Linked DNA regions of Anas platyrhynchos: region 1 is linked to region 2. Evidence: chromatin contacts called from public Hi-C data. All regions are on one chromosome and are shown on one strand. The core of a region is the stretch at or near the end of the contact, and the rest is flanking DNA. Distances in the headings are between cores, read along the strand shown.

Region 1 (4,876 bases), core at 679-3,178, 92 kb after region 2:
GAATTTTTCAAAATACAAAAAAAAAAGTAGTGTTCTTCATAACATACTCAGTTTTGAATTTACATGTAGTGTCATATGAATATTCGTATTATTGTTGACTAAATGATTTATATTTTACTGATTTAATATTACAATGTAAGAATGTCAGTCATTGTTAGTTCTTGTCTAGTTTTCATTAAAAGAACAAAGATCTTTTATATGGATATCTTATAATTATATAATCATTGCTAAGTAAGAAGTTAAGTTGTTGCTATCGCAACAATCCTGGCAGACAATTGAGTAATATTTTGATGATTTATTTTGTTTGTAATTAGTTATTATGAGAAAATCTAGTTCCTAGATATTAGAATAAAATTTATTTTCTACTGTATCCATTTCAAATGTTAAAATATTGTTTAAATATTTTTTGAAATCCCTGAATATCAGGCCTTGTTATAAATAAGCTGCATAATCAATAGATCAAGGGACGTTTTGTTGATAATCCAAATACTCAAAGTTTACGTAACAAGAATTATAGTGTGTGTGTGCAAACTCTTGAGGGTTGATTATGCTGCAGTTTAGCATGTGGGAACGTATAGAGAGAAGGTTGACTTTTTGCACTTCTGTATATAGTCAAAAAAGAGAGAAACCTGTATAATAGTAAGATCTTATTTTGAATAAAAATGTCTATAATTACAAGGAGTTTTGTTAAGGCTAATAAAATGACAGGCTGAACAAAATTGCTTGCAAAAGTGGCACAGAGTTAGCACTCCATACCCCTTCAAAAAAGTTGCTTTGCTTTATGTGGACAGCTTGTAGTTTGCCAGGATTTTTTCAGCTGGAAAGATATGCCATCCTTCCAAGATCTCATGACTGACAAAAGCTCCACTGGTTCAAATCTGCCTGAAAATCATTAATAAAAAAAAAAGAAAAAAAAAAGAAAAAAAAAGAAAAAAAAAGCAGGTACTTCAAACCATCAAGGTGAAATCATGGATCAAATATTCCGTACATTATTCAAAAACTACTGCATGTTTAAAGTATCAAAAATATATTAAAGGTATATACTATTCAAACCAGTTTCTGACAATTTCAGTGGTTTATTGTTCACAAAAAAGATTCTTCAAAACAAATACTGACTTTCACAAAAAAGTTGAATCATGAACAGGCAAACCAAACAGCACACCGTAGCTGTAGTTGTTATGTGATTATTTTTTATTGCTGTAGTGGTCCTGTTCTTTTAGCAGGTGAAAAAAAAAAACAGAAAAAAAAAAAAAGAAATTTTACAGTTTTAATGGAAAGCATTCAAGACGCCTTGTCATTATTTATGCCAAAGCTGGAAAGAAGAAGCGATCGGGCCATTCCTTTATCTGATCTCTCCAGTACTCATACTGAATAACGAATAAGTTGCACTTATTTGCAACCCCGCAACTTTCATCTGCTGAAAGGACAGATGTGCTTGGTTTTACTATTATGTAATCACAGACTTACTTTTGCTTGTAGTTGCTCCAAATTATGTACTCTGTCCTGGGCTGCAATTTGTTTTTATGCTTATTTTATTATTACTGCTATAGTTGACCTTGCTGTATGGAAAAATAAAGTGAAATTGCCCTAATAAAAGTTCTCTTTCTTAATTACGTTTTTCTATATCACGTTGAAAACCACAGCACCTCCTTTTGTGTACATTTTCACTTTACTGTGTATTTGTGTGACTGCAGGGACATTATTTGTGGGGAAAAAGGCCAAATGCTGACACCGGGGGTTTCTCTTTTGCAGCACGTGCTGTGATAAATGTACAGACTGCGTGTTGGGAATGGTAAGTACAGAGGGCGTTATTATACCAAACATAGAGGGTAAATGTAGAGAAAGGGGACAGCGTGGATCAGAGCAGCCTCTGGGCTGCACGTCCCAGACGGGAGCAGCACACGGTGCCCTGGGCACGCACCCAGCCCTGGCACAGCGGAGCCGAGCAGCCGGGGCCGACGTTAGAGGGAGCCCGACCACGCCGCCTGCCTGCGCTCGGCTCCTTCCCATAAAAAACTCATCAGAGCTGTGACTGAAAAAATCACAAATTCAAAAAGCTAACCCTGAGTGCATGCCTTGGCCTCTGGCACACACAGCAGCCGATTCTCACGAAGGCTGCCCTGTGTTAGGTGTTAGCAAAGCTGGGGAGCAGCTCACAGAAAAGGCATTTAGAGGTGTGCTGTGCATGCCTCTAGTCCAGGAAAGGGAAGTTTGCGCTTTCTACCTTCCTCTCAGTATCGCTGCTTTTTAAAAGCTTTACACTCCATGGGCTGTGCACCTCACTGTTAGTACTAAGAGCACGCAGCGTCAGGGGAGCTCCCGCTGCAACGAGCTGCCCTGTGCTGAGGGCTGGGTCCCAGCCGAGCGGGTCGGCTTGGTAAGGCCACAGGCGGACCTGTGCCTGCCAGCTTCGTGCCCCCCCTGTGCAGAACCAAGCACCAGGAGGAGATTCTCATCTGCACAGGGTGCCCTGGGGCATGCGTGTGCCAGTGGCGGGGGGTCCCTGTGTGCGCCCCAGGGCCAGCAGCACCGAGAGGTGCTGGGATGGGCCGGAGCTGGGCCGGGCTGGAGCTGTGCCTGCAGGCTTCCAGCTTGCTCCCGCCTTCCGTGGCTGCTGAACTCACCGCAGCCTAAGTGCGAGAAGTGCTGAACTCATTAAAGGAAGCGTTTGGAGAGGCCTGGCTCAGTACCCAGCTCCCTCAGTCACTGCGCTCTCGTTAGCGGAGGATAAAAACCGGAGCCAGCCACTGAGAGCCGCTGCGCTCCCGAGCTGCAGGGCTGGCTGCGTGCGGCGTGATGCTGCGAGCTGGCACGGGCAGCACCACACAGCCCTGGGCGGGCAGCGGGGCCGAGCACCGGGGAACTGGCCGGGGGCTCTCCTGGGTTAGGAAAGCATCTCTCCCCCAGGGCTTCCCTTCACTGCTGGGCCGGGGGGCACCGGGCGCTGCTGGAGCCCAGCCCGCTGTGTCTGGGGATGGCCTCCTTGTGCCACACTGCTCCAGAGCTGGTCTGGGGGAGGAGGGATGCAGGAGGTGCCCGTGAAGGTGACTGAGGGTATCCTGCACCTGCCGGCACCCGCAGCGCTCATCCAAGGGGGAAAATGTATTCGGTGTCTCATTCCAGCCACCGACAGCCAGCTCTGGCTGCAGCTCTTCCTGCATTAGTAATCTGGAGTGCAAAAAGCAGAGTGATGTGAAAAGATTGTTGCTGCATGAAACCCGGCTCTGAACATCTGTGCTGGATTGAAACTTTCCTCCTAAAATAGAGCTGCAGATACAGAACAGAAAGGAGCACGGAGGGGAGCTTGAGGGAACTGATCTGAATCCCCCCTGCCCGATGAAGCTGGCTACGGGAGCTGCTTTGCTTCTCTCAGCATCCCCTCCTCAGGTCACTTAGACAATTAATTGCTCCATTAATTTCTCCTAAAGCCAGGTACATTAATCTCTTCAGCTGTATCCATTCGATAAAACAACCTTGTGCTGTTTGGTGAACGTGCATCATTGAAGCGTGGGGCAAGCCCTGGGGCTGTGTTTCACTCCTACCTGTGTTGTCCTGAGCACCGAATGGCTTTGCAGTGACTGCTGCAAGCTCCAAAGTCGGCAAGCTCCAAGCTGGCGCCGTGGGCAGCGGCTGCCTGCGGTGAGAGCTGCGCGGCACCGACAGCCAGAGCCCCGCAGAGCGGTGAGCCGTGGCTCGCTCACCAGGTCCCGTTCAGACAAGCCCTGTGCAGTGGCTCTGAGGATGCTGCCAGGGCCGCATGGGCCGTGGCTGGCTACAGGGAAATTACAGAGGCTGTAACGTGCCGGGATGGTGACGTGCCTGGCCAGAGCGCTCCTCTGCAGCTGTGCTGGTTCTCTAGTAGCTGCTGCAGTGGAATTTCCATTTAGTCTTCAATGGAATTATTTCTATTCACCTTTTGGTTGCAGCTTGGAGTGGCCTGTTTCAGGAGCTCCGTGCTTTCCCTGCAGCCTGTGGCTTGATGACATTTTATAGGGCCGAATCAGCAGCTGTCTGTTTGGGTTTAGTCTTGAGACTGGACAGTGAGCAGAGGACAGAGCACAAATGTGCTGGAGCAGCGGGTGGTAGGCACTGCACATGGGTGCAATGGTGGCAGACAGGTGACAAATCTCATGCAGGTGCCAGCCCAGGGGTGCCAGAGAGGGGCCACCGGGCAGCCTGCACCTGGGGGAGGGCTCCTGAGCGGCGCTGTTTGGGAAGCAGAGGCCGGAGCTGCCAAACTGCGGCACTTGGGCAGCCCTCGCCAGGTGCCCGCGCCCCGCAGGCAGCCACGTGCCGGGACTGGCAGCGCTTGGCTCTTTGGCAACGCTGTCCTGCGGTGCTTCCACCCCAAATCCTGCACACAGCCCGGGGGAGCTCTGTGCAGGCAGAGCGTGCTCCTGGTGGATGGCAATAGCTGCCGGGGGGCCTTCGGGGCTGCGGGGTGCCCCTGCCCCAGCAGCGCACGGAGGGGCAGCAGCACCTCGGGGTGGCACCGTGAGCGCAGGGACCCGGCAGCTGAGTGCCATGGGCTGGTGAGTCAGGCGGCGGTGCTGCTGATGAGTCAGTCATTAACGAGCGGCGGGGCCGGAGCCAACTGCAGGCTCTCCGGTGGGTGTGCAGATGGAGAGGAACCAGCTGGAGGTGGGCAGCGCACCGGGACACTGCAGCGGCAGTGATGCTCTGTGTCCTGACACGATCACTTTGCTGACAAAATGTCTAGATGCAAGTGACAACAGAAATATTTACACGTATTCCTTAACGAGCAACCCTCTCCGGTGGCTGGAAGACCTCAGTGAGGCTGCAAGGTGAGGAGTTTGTCTGGGGATGCAACGCACCCGGTGACGCTGGTGCTCCTGGAGCCGTGCCTGCCCTGCCT
Region 2 (4,951 bases), core at 2,091-4,590:
AGGCAGGGTCGTTATCCAGGAGCCTGCTATGAGAAACCTCTTCTCTTCCTCCGTGAGGGAAAGAAAGGAGGTGAAATGCGGCACGTGTTGGCTGTTGAACCTGAAGCCTGAGCTGGTGTTACGTACAGCCCATGAGACTGCATGATAGAAAGTTTAGAAAAGAGCTGCACTACGCACAAAAACAACAGCAGTAAAGCTAGTGGTGAAAGCACATGACTCTTTCCATAATAAAATATTACCTTTATAGTTTTCTAAATTAGCTGGGAGAAAATATTGCCCCAGGCTCAAGCTTAGCGTTCACATTTAGCTTTCATTTTATTTCTGTAGACTGCAGAGCCTTACATGTGTGTTAGCAGGAACAGATTGAAATTATTTATTTTAAATCATTGTCTAATTCAGCTGTAGAGAATTATATTTTTGAAATGACACATGAATTTTAAAGACATGTGGTACACATGTGCAGCATTCATTCTCACAGCATAAGGTGTTAAACTCTAACTGGTCCATAACCCAGAATTTACGGAGTGCCAGGATTGACATAGTATGGTGGCTATGATACCTTTGAGGTGACACTATGCAGTATAAAGTTACAATTCAGCTTCAGAATCCCTAATTCAGGAAGCAAGAGAAGAGCTATGAGAGTGTCACGGAGAACTGGGGAACCCTGGGTGGGTGATGGCCAGGAAATGCCGGTGGTGCTCTGGTGCAGGGCCCTGGGGCAGGCGGCGGAGGGTGAGGGGCAGGCTGGGGAGCTGCACCCATGGGTTTGGTGGGGTGGAAGGGGTGAAGAGGGAGGGGGGGTGTTTGGCTCAGCTCCTGGCTCTGCGGACAGGACTGCCTGCATGTCTCCAGCTGCAGCCACAGGCACGGCTTGGGCTTTGTCAGCTTAGCAGAGAGCCGCTCTCCCTAAGGGGTTTCTGTTTGCAAGGTGAGAAGCAGCAGTGGGGTGTCTGAGGAACTGGGGCGATGCTGTGATGGGCACCATGCAGACCGCCTGGGAGCTCAGACCATTGTTCCCGTGGGTTTTGGTTGCTTTGAGGCCCCATCGTGGTGTAACACTGTCGTGTTGTCGATCTAACAGGGGAACACTCAGCTCCATGCTGTAAGGTACGTCTGAGCAGCATCACTGATTTGTTAGGGGGTTCCTCTGGTTTCTACTCAGTCTGATTTTTTTTCCTTAATAGAGTGAATATTAAAATATAATTGGACTGTATCCAGCTTACAAGATTGCTACTTATTCATGCTATGTATGATTAATAGTGATTTGCTAAGATACATTCAGAGGGATTCTATAGGAGTGTGTGTTATAAAACGTGTAGAACGTGTAGCTGCATGCTAAGCATTAGCAAGCTGTTAGAGGGTTTTTAGAGAAGTTTAGAACTTCTTCAAAGAAAATTATATACTGTGTATCTTGCAGTGGAAAATACTGCTTTAATAAGCATCTCAATATCAAATTTAATATAAAATTAGAAATAGGAGTGCTTTGATGTGCTATATTGCTTCCTTCTGCTTTTTCAGCAACAGGTCCCTGAAGTGTACTTCAGATATTTATTCAAATCAATAAGCTTTTACAAGGTCTCCCTTTTCTAGTCATATAAATTGTTGCAGATGCAGCAAATGTGAGATAATGTGCAAAAATACTATACTATAAAGCTGGTTTACAAGCAGAAGTACTCAGAAATGTCCTGTGTAAATGAAAGTATGGAATCAAATGTAACCCAGACTACCAGCCAGGAGCCAGTCTGCAGCAGGCTACGAGGGGAATGCACGCGTGGGAGCTTGGGCTGTGTTACACCTCGATCCTCTGCTTATAAGGCAAATGACTCAAATGTCTGAATCATTAAAATGTGCCATTTCCATGTGCCTTGTGGTAGCTGGTGCAAGCTAGCTTTAGAAAAAAAAAATGGACTCTCTTTTTTCCTTTAAAAAAAAAAAAAAAAGCCAAGAAAATAATTATGTCTTATTTCCTATAATCAGCTAATGGAAACTTTCGAACTTGTGTTACTTTAAATGGGTGAACCTTGGGCTGCCTACATCTAATCTTTTTCTATGGAATAGCTCATACTGCCTTACGAGTTTACCATTCTTATAACCAAATAAAGCTATCGGAATGTGTGATTGTTTTTGTACTGGCAAGTTTACTAGAGGAAATCCTCCTCCTGAACGAGCACAATGGCTCCTGATTTCTGCAGGGCAAGTAGCAGCCAGTAAAAACAAACATTATCCTGTTATAGTACATTGCTACAAAGGCCTGAATTAAAAAGATTATGTATGTAGTTCAGATTACCATAACTTTAAATCTAATAATGTATTTTTTCTCTGCTTAAAAATATTTTACCTTTCTAATTTTTTTTTTTCTTTCTTTATGGTACAGGGACAAATTCTGGTTTGTGTTGTGTATTTCAAAACGTATTAGTGTGTTTGCTGGGAATCATTCATGAATCTGCTACCCTAAGCAAGGTTGTTTTGTCTGAGGTTTCATGTATGTGTTCTGTTGTGGGGAAATAACTTTTTCCTGATATGGGAAAGCAATTTATTTTTAGTGCCTATTGGATACTCAGGTTGTTTTATCTTATCTCATTTTCAATTAATTTCTGTGCGTTTTAGGGAGCTCTTCATGGCATTACCACCCAATGCATTTGATCACCCTATGGCAAGTTTCAGGCTCTCCTCAAGAACTTGGCTGTGCCTCCCCAGTGGTGCTGGGGCCATGCCACCCCACGGCTGCCCCGGTGCCTGTGGGTTCTGGCGTGGGTCCCAGCCATGGGGAAAGCCTGGGGCAGGCGGGCAGAGCTCTTGGCCCAGCACTCCCTGCCTGAGGACATGTCCGGGGTGCCTGATGCCCCTTGGCCACGGGTGGACCCCCAGGTCCTGCGGGGGGAACAAGGGTCAGCTCTTCAAATGCCTGTTCCTGTCACAGTGCCCGCAGTTCATGCTTCTCACGTCGTGTGAGATGGAGATCTCGCAGGGATGCTTTGTTCATACGTCAGCTCACTGCTGCGTATGATTTCCTCGTCATTGCCAGAGATTTGGGTGGCTTTACTGAAATTTGCATGAAGCAAGCAATGGTACCCACAGCTACAGGTGGCTTCGCAACAGGAATGTATACAGAGTAGGAAATAATTCACTGCTAAATTGGGATTGAACGGCATGAAAACAACAACTCTTGATCTTACAAAGGCTCAGACATCAGCTTAACATCACACTGCATACTCACACGGAGGTTTTGGGAGGTGCTTTTCCTTCCCTGCTCAGGTTTGCAGGGTTGTGCAGGCAGCGTGAGGCCAGGGCACAGCTTGCCCAAGGGCAGGTGCAGCACCAGCCCACGGAGCGCGGCACTGGCGAGTCACAGGGGAGCCTCCCTGCAAAGGAATTTTGGTCTTGGCAAATACTGCTTGTTCTTGGCATGGATCAGCTGAAAGGGGAAACAAGAAGAGCACTTCTTTAGGGAGTTCTCCTGGAAAACTTCAGAGTCTTCTGTGCACGGAAAACAGAGGTGCATGGAAAGCCTGAAGGACAGTTCCTTGCAAAAATTCTGGCAGCCAGTGCTGAAACCTGATGCTGCCTTTGAGTGCCAAACACCTTTTTCCTAAGGTGTTTGAAAAATGGGATGCCTCCTCCTGTGGTAGAAGCTGTGTCTGCTTGATGGGTCCTGTGGCACAAGTGTCCCCGCCATGCCTGGTCGCACGCGTGCTGAGCAGGGTGATGTGGTGGGCACCGACCTGAGCGTTGTAATGGGGTACCGAAGGTGAATTTTTTCTTTCCTCAGACTACCTGGGAAGTTTTTTCAGCTCAGCCGCTTGCTGCTGCTGTAAGCATAGAATTTGGGCTGTTTCAAGTGCAAGCTGCAGTCTGCACGACCGATCCCCAGCGATGGGTAACGGGGGCTGCTCCGCTGGTACCCCCAGCACGGCACGGCCCTGGCAGCGGGCACAGCTCCCCTGCCCCAGTGGGGCTGGCACTGCGGGGACCCCGCCTGGCCACTCTCCATTCACGTCCCTGGGTAGCGGATCACTGGAGTCACTCATGCTTTTACAAGGTGTCATTCTGACCACAGTGGCAGCACGGAAGCTGCATTTGTATTCATCTGTCTGCAGCCGTGCTGTAGTTACTGGGAGGCAGCACGAAGCTGCCGGCACCCTGACGTAGCCGCCACGATCTGCAGCCCATGGCTCCGCTGCGCGCCGTGGTTTTGTGTTTGTTTGTGTTTTCCCGGGGGAGCCATCTGGTGTTTGCAGCTTCCCCGAAAAGCCTTCTCTGCCCGAGTGCCCCAGCAGACACTGCCTTTGGTCGCTTTCTCGCCTGCCACCCGCGGCCCTGCAGAGCGAGGCCAGGCAGCCGTGGGGCACGGGGAGCGCGGTGCTGCTGGGGCCGCCGGCTGTGGCAGCCTGTGGCTGCGGGTGCGCCCGGGTTTGCTCTGCGCAGCACGTCACTTGCTTATTCCTGAGCCTGTCTGCGTGTTGATGAGGAAGCCTTTTCTTTCATTTCTCACTTAGGCAGAAGTTTGTGATTTTTTTACAAGTAAATCTGGCAATAAAGAAGCCAAAATAGTCGTGTTAGGCTTCAGTAACTAGTAATCCATGCTTTTTTAGGGAAAAAAAAGTTACTCAGAATTCCAGGCTTCTCTTTTTTGCCTGAGCTGCTCAGCTGTCCCTCAGGGAGCAGTGTGTTCATTACCTTGCAGAGAACCTGGACCTCTTACAGGTGTCAGATGGGGTTAAATATCTTGGAAAATAAGGAAAATGAGGCGTGTGGGTGTAGCTTGGCCAGGGCAGCGGGAGCCCTGCTCTGCGCCGGGACGCAAGGAGCCACGGTCTGGGCACAGCATGTGCTGCACGGGGTCTGTGTGCTGGGAGCAGAGGGGGAGGAAAACGAGGGCTTCCATGGGGGAAATGCCTGCGCAGCATAGTGGTGCGCTAAGGCTAAAAATGAGCGTTTCTGGGCTGGCCGG

The links. A called contact is a pair of places that touch in the nucleus more often than the background predicts.
Region 1: a contact with region 2 is called in a Hi-C map of subcutaneous adipose tissue, with 2.0 times the contacts expected there. The contact joins two enhancer-like sites. A contact is called at or near these places in 2 of 8 Hi-C or Micro-C datasets (skeletal muscle and subcutaneous adipose tissue).

Annotation. Positions count from the first base shown.
Region 1 is chr9:850,718-855,593 of IASCAAS_PekinDuck_T2T, forward strand. It overlaps MBNL1 (muscleblind like splicing regulator 1), which reads left to right. Exons shown (of 10, transcript XM_027464637.3): 10 at 1-1,610. Among named protein-coding and RNA genes, the nearest start is that of P2RY1, 25 kb to the right of the region's middle. Within about 2 kb of position 1,929, at least 5 of the 8 cell types and tissues checked have an H3K27ac peak or open chromatin away from gene starts, as enhancers often do. A contact at or near this core is called in subcutaneous adipose tissue, where this site is marked.
Region 2 is chr9:757,386-762,336 of IASCAAS_PekinDuck_T2T, forward strand. No RefSeq gene overlaps it. Among named protein-coding and RNA genes, the nearest start is that of SUCNR1, 18 kb to the left of the region's middle. Within about 2 kb of position 3,341, at least 4 of the 8 cell types and tissues checked have an H3K27ac peak or open chromatin away from gene starts, as enhancers often do. A contact at or near this core is called in subcutaneous adipose tissue, where this site is marked.